2 separate regions of the Canis lupus genome follow, and region 2 is linked to region 1. The links are chromatin contacts, called in public Hi-C maps. All regions are on one chromosome and are shown on one strand. The core of a region is the stretch at or near the end of the contact, and the rest is flanking DNA. Distances in the headings are between cores, read along the strand shown.

The links. Hi-C and Micro-C count contacts between places; a contact is called where the count stands out from the background.
Region 2: a contact with region 1 is called in a Hi-C map of blood, with 2.2 times the contacts expected there. The contact joins the promoter of ZCCHC2 here to the enhancer-like site in region 1. A contact is called at or near these places in 2 of 9 Hi-C or Micro-C datasets (amygdala and blood).

Annotation. Positions count from the first base shown.
Region 1 is chr1:14,430,557-14,433,378 of UU_Cfam_GSD_1.0, forward strand. ZCCHC2 (zinc finger CCHC domain-containing protein 2) reads right to left here. Exons shown (of 16, transcript XM_038525862.1): 7 at 1,922-2,016. Among named protein-coding and RNA genes, the nearest start is that of ZCCHC2, 37 kb to the right of the region's middle. Within about 2 kb of position 1,480, at least 4 of the 20 cell types and tissues checked have an H3K27ac peak or open chromatin away from gene starts, as enhancers often do. A contact at or near this core is called in blood, where this site is marked.
Region 2 is chr1:14,467,828-14,470,649 of UU_Cfam_GSD_1.0, forward strand. ZCCHC2 (zinc finger CCHC domain-containing protein 2) reads right to left here and starts at 1,358. Exons shown (of 16, transcript XM_038525862.1): 1 at 1,182-1,358; 2 at 392-1,180. The coding sequence starts at 1,358.

The sequences.
Region 1 (2,822 bases), core at 230-2,729:
GGTGGGATTCCAGAGTTTAATGCTGAAGTCATTCAGAAGTTTAACATTTGTTTTCTCAATTGTCAGAATATAGACTAACACTCTCTATCTTAGGGAGAAAAAGGGTAGAGCTGTCGATTTTTTTAGAAAGTGCAAATGAACTTCGACAACAATGTGTTCTTTGGTGAAACAGTGCGGACATCCTGGCCAGATTTTCCCCAATCTCAAAACATGCACTTTTAATACATTCAATTTCACAACAATCTGATTATCTTCAAATCTATTAGCTTCTTTAGCACTACTCATAATTTAAATACTGTAAAAGCTCTCGTGATGAGTTTTCTATTATTTATATATGCACTACTCACTTGGGCTAGTTTCCCTGGGCAGCCTGTTAAAATCTGAATTTGAAGTTTAACTTTGGTGTTTCGATGCTTTTTTAGAATTAAACATATGCTATTTAATGATATTCCTTCAAAAGTGCCCATACTCCGTTCCAGCAAAAGCACTGACTGTTAAATCTATACAGTTGTAGGATTAGAATTCTCCTTAAAAAAAAAGAAAAAAAAACCCAAACAAACAACAAAAAAGCTACTACTACCACTAAGACATAAATTTAACCATGGAGTTGCTCATTTTGTCTTATCAACTTGTCATCAAAAGTCTTAATTCTAATTGCTACTTGTTTAAAATATTTAAGGAGCGTGCATGTACATGCACACACACCCTATTAGAGAAACATGACCAAGTTAATCCATGTTATAATATCCAATCATCTTACTTTTTTAAATCTCTTTTTCTTCCACTTAAAAATGAGGAAATACCCATTTTCTTTCCCCTTTAGGTACAAGAAAAATATGAGTTTGCTGAAAACCGAAGATTAAAAAAAATAAATAGCCACTTGCCAGAGTGGCTGTGCTGGAAGTCAGCACATTCTCCTAAAAAGCCCCCATTTGTGTTTCTGGCCAAGTATTTGTTTAAAAAGGCAGTTGAAAAAGTTGTGCCTAAAACGAAACACAAGGCCAACTATAATAAAGGATGAGACATAGGGGCGAATCCAACCTACAGGAATAGAAGAAAATAATTGGGGAAATCTTCGGGAAGCAGTATTTCAGTTGGGTCTTAAAATAGGTGTGATTTCAACGGCTGTGCCAAAAGGAAGGACATTTAAAAGTTCAGGTGCACAACGAGCCAAGGCACTGGGACAGGAAATGGCAGGTGAACTGAGCAGATGCCAAGCTAGAGAGTAGTCAGTGCCTGAGACTCGCAGGAAGGTACAAGGAGGCTCCTGGCAGGGCTTGAATTTCAAACTGAACTTTTATTAAAGTTTTGAAGAGGGGATTACCCAACTGATCCCTGAGGTAATCCTGGGCTAGGTTACAGTAAAGGGAGAAACCAGAATCAGAGGCGAGCGAGGCTTTGTGCAGGGTGTGCATGAAAGAAAGGCTTAACCGCCACCATGGGGATGGGTAAGGAGAGACAGTGTGGCCTGGCCTGTAAGCGGCTGAGCGCAAGAGGAAGCGTGGAAAGGGGAAGGCCAGGGTTTTCAGCCCGGGAGGGTGAGGAGGTCACTACTGGAGCAGGGGCCCAAGAAGGGGAAGGTCGATTCCAAGAGGTTCCACACCATGCATTCAGCAGCGTGGTCCCCCTATGACCCTGCCACCAGGGCTGACAAGGACCCAGAGGAACCAGCGTGTCCATGAGTTGGAGACAGCTGGCCTCTGCCTTGCAATCAGAGTGTTTGGTGACATCAGCTTTCACATGGTATTTTCCTTAGAACTGTAATGTGACCGTCACTGAGAACTATAGATGTCTCTTAACTGTATGCCACCGGGGGCTTTTCCACTCACACTAAACGATCACCCCATCCACACAGGGCAGCACAGTGAAATGAAAACTCTAAGCATGAAAAGAGCTGCTTTCTAAGAGGAGAGGCGCTTACTGAGGCTGTGCAGGGGGTCTGGTGGCATGGCCTGAAAGAAGCTGTGCACTCGCTGACTCTGTAGGAAAGCTTGGGATGAAGTTGAAAATAGCTGCCTGCACAGAAAGAAAAGAGAGGCATTAATTTCACACGGTACAAATCCACTGGAGTCTCAGCTCAGGCTGTAAGGCAAACATATGTGGCAGTTTCATCCAGGTATAAAAATTACATGGTTTTCCTAAGGAAAAGAATATTATCTTCTAATGTATTTCTCATAGGAGAAAGTGAATAAAGTTAAGCCTCTTCACAAAAATCTAATCAACAGGCTTTTTTTTTTTTTCTAATCTATAATCTAGTGGTATGGTTGCAATGCTGGCAAAAAATATGCATGTTATTATTTCAGCCTGTTGTCCCCGTGGTCCAATAGCCATCTTTCTGCTCAGAGTAAGTATTGCAATTCCTTTACCCTTCTTCACAGGTGTACTTGTCCTCACTTGCCTGTCCCATGAAGGCACCTTCCCACACTCTAAATTTAAGAGCCCAGGACGTGGGGGTGCTCAGGGTCCTGGAAACTGCGGAATGCGGTGGTGGTCTGGTTAGTCACAAGTATTACTACATCTGAAGGCATGACTAAGGGTTCATTCCACTGTGTGTCGTACCATCTTTCTGAGCCCTTATCTTTGAAAATCAGCTCTCCCCACATTTGATTAATGTAATTAAAATATTCCAGCTGGAAGTCTTCTCTACAAAGGGACCTGCAATAAGGGGCACAGTGACAGTACAGTCTAATGGAAAGTTTCCTCAAGGATCTGCAAACCAGCTCAACCACTTAAAAGCTGACTCATTGTAAACAAGTTACTTAGCCTCTCAGCTTTATTCTCCTCATAGGGAATAATACTACCAATTCATCAAGGTTATGGCA
Region 2 (2,822 bases), core at 108-2,607, 37 kb after region 1:
TCGCCTCTCCCACCACCTAGGGCGAGAGATGCTCCAAGCCAAAAATGTCCCGAGACCCTTCCTCCGAGACGGAGACCAGGCTGGGAGCTCCATGTTTTCCGTGGCAACTCCGGCACGGAAGAGACTTCTAGAGCATTCTGTTATGGCGGGTGCCTGAGTGTGCACGGGTGGGGGGGGGGGGGGGCGGGTGCGGCGTAAGGGTTGGAAGAGTGGAACCGAACCGCCCAACACAACGAAAATGAGTGTTACGGGGCTGGGAGCCGTGGGGTGGGGGGATTCGAAGCCACCTGCGCCGGGCTGCGGCTCGGCCAAGAGGCGTCCGAAAGGCAGGCCAGGGAGGCCGCCGGGGCGGTGACCGCAGCGCGGGTGCTGGGAGGCTCGCGCGCCTTACCTGGGCCCCGGGGCTGGCAAAGTTGCTCGGCTCCACCTCCACCTCCGCGTCCTCGGGGCCCCCGCGGAGCGCAGTGCGGAGCCTCTCCAGGTGCTCCCTCAGGGTGACCCGCTGGTGGAAGGAGAACGCCGGGTGCAGCGAAGCCATGGTGAAGAGCAGCAGCAGTTCCTCCTGGGCCCTGAAGCCCAGCCCGCCGCCCGGCCGGGGCTCGGCGCCGCTGCCTTCCGGGCCGGACCCGTCCTTCTCCGCGTCCTCCTCGCCTTCGCCGTCCTCCCCGCGCTCGCCGGGCTCGTCCTCCGCGCCTCCCCGCGAACCCTCACCCCGAGCCGCGCGCAGGCTCTTGAGCACCGAGTCCACCTGGGGCAGGAGGCGGTGCAGGCGGCCGGCGGCCTCACGGTTCTCCGAGCCCAGCAGCGCCAGGTAGACGATGAGGCGCGAGCGCACGGCCGGCTCTCGGAAGTCGGCCAGCGGCCCCGGGTCCGAGAGGCCGTTGGCCTTGGCCTCCGAGTCGCGCAGGTAGTGGTAGTCCTTGCGCGCCAGGTCCTCCAGGCACGAGCCGAGGAACCGCAGCTCCAGCGGGTTGCACAGGTCCAGCAGCCCGCACATGAACTCCAGGCGCTGCGCCGAGCCCAGCACCAGCCCGAACCACTCGTACACTCGTTCCTGCTCGCGCAGCGCCGCCGCGGGCCCGCCGCCGCCGCCGCCGCCGCCCGGCATGCCCGCCCCCGCCGCTGCTCCGCCAGCAACAGGCGGCCCGAGCCCCCGGGGCGGCGGCGGGGGCGGCGGCGGCGGCGGCGGGGGGGCCCCGCGGCGGGCCCGCGGGCGGCGGCGGCGGCGGGGGGCGGCAGTCTCGGCGGCGGCGCGGCGGCGCCTTTGCGCCCGGCCGTGCGTCTGCCTCGGGCTCCTCCGCCTCGGGCGGCGGCTCCACGGGGTGCGTCGGCTTCAGCGGCAGCTTCATCCTCAGCATCCTCGGCTACGGCGGCGCGGACATGCGAGCGGGGGCGGGCAGGCGGGCGGGGCCGGGCGGGGGGGCGGGGGCCGAGGCGGCGGCGCGGCCGTCAGGAGCGGGGCCCCTCCATGCCGCCGGGGAGGGCCGGGGCCGGGGCCGGGGCCGGGGGCGGGTCTCGGCCGGCGAGGGGGGCGGCGGCCGGCCGGCGGGGTCGCCGGCGTCGTCTTCCCGGGCCGGAGGCGGGGCGTGCCCGCGGCGGCTCCTCCCCCTGGGCTCCGCGCCGGCCTGGGAGCCCGAGCGCGGGTGGGAGCGAGCGAGCGAGCGAGTTCTCCTTCCTCCTCCCTCTCTCCCGTCGTCCGCTCTGGGCTGGGGCGGCGGCGCCCGAGCGGTTCCCTCGCGAGCCGGTGCGGACCCCGCGGCTGGGGGAGGAGGAGGAGCGGCGGGGCCGGGCGGAGACGCTTGCGGGCTCCGCGCAGGCGGCCCGGCCAATCAGCGGCCGGAGGCGACGGTTGCGCGTTTCCCCCGCCCCCGGGGCCGCCTCCCGGGGAGGCCACGCCCAGCTGCTCCGCCGCCGCCTCCCTCTCCCGGCGGCTCCCGCGCGGTCCTAACCTCGGGGCCTGCGGCTTAGGGTAGGAGCGGGCGGGGCCGTGGGGCGGAGGCGCGGAGGCGCGGAGGCGCGGGGGCGAGGTGCGCCCGGGCGGCCGGAGCGTGCGGGGCCCGCGTGAGAGGCCCGGCCGAGGCGTCGCTCCTTCTCCCGGGCCCGAGGCCGACTCCCGACCGCCGCCTGCCCTGCCGGCCTCCGCCCCGGCCGCGGGAGCGTGTCCCGGGAGGCGGGAGGCTCCCCCGAGACGGGCTCCTCCAGCCCTGCCCGCCCGCCCGGCCGACTTCGGGGAGCCGCGGCGGCGTCGCTCCCACCGCAACTTCGCGGGGACGGGTGCGCTGGCGGGCTGGCCCGAGAAGGGAGGCGCCGGCTCGGGAGGCGGGGCCGGGGCCGGGGCCGGGGCCGGGGCGCCGGGGTGGAGGCCGGGGCCGGGGCCGGGGCGGGGGCCGGGGCCGGGCGAGCGCCCCCGCGGGGTGCTGGGCGCTCGGCGCTGCGGTGGGACGCGCGGCCCCGGGGCTCGGAGGGGGCGCTGCTGGGGGGCGCTGCTGGGGGACGCTGCTTGGGGGGGCGCTGCTGGGGGCGCCCCTGGCCTCACTGCCCCCTCTGAGCTCTAACGCTCTTTGGAAGTGTTTTCCAGGGCAGTTCAGCAGGAGTCCCTCTGCGCCCCCCTCCCCCAGCCTTCATCTTTTGGGGATCGTTTATCTGCTAAATAACATCTCTCTGCCTGACTCTTAACATTTTGAGTCCTTGTGCCGGTGTAAGCTCCCTGTGACTCGGGGAACTTGGCAAGCTACCGCCTTGACACGCTTTCAGCATTTTTTTTTTTTAAGTATAATTACAATTTTTTAGGTGTGAGGACCTTCAAAAGGTCTCGCGCGCAC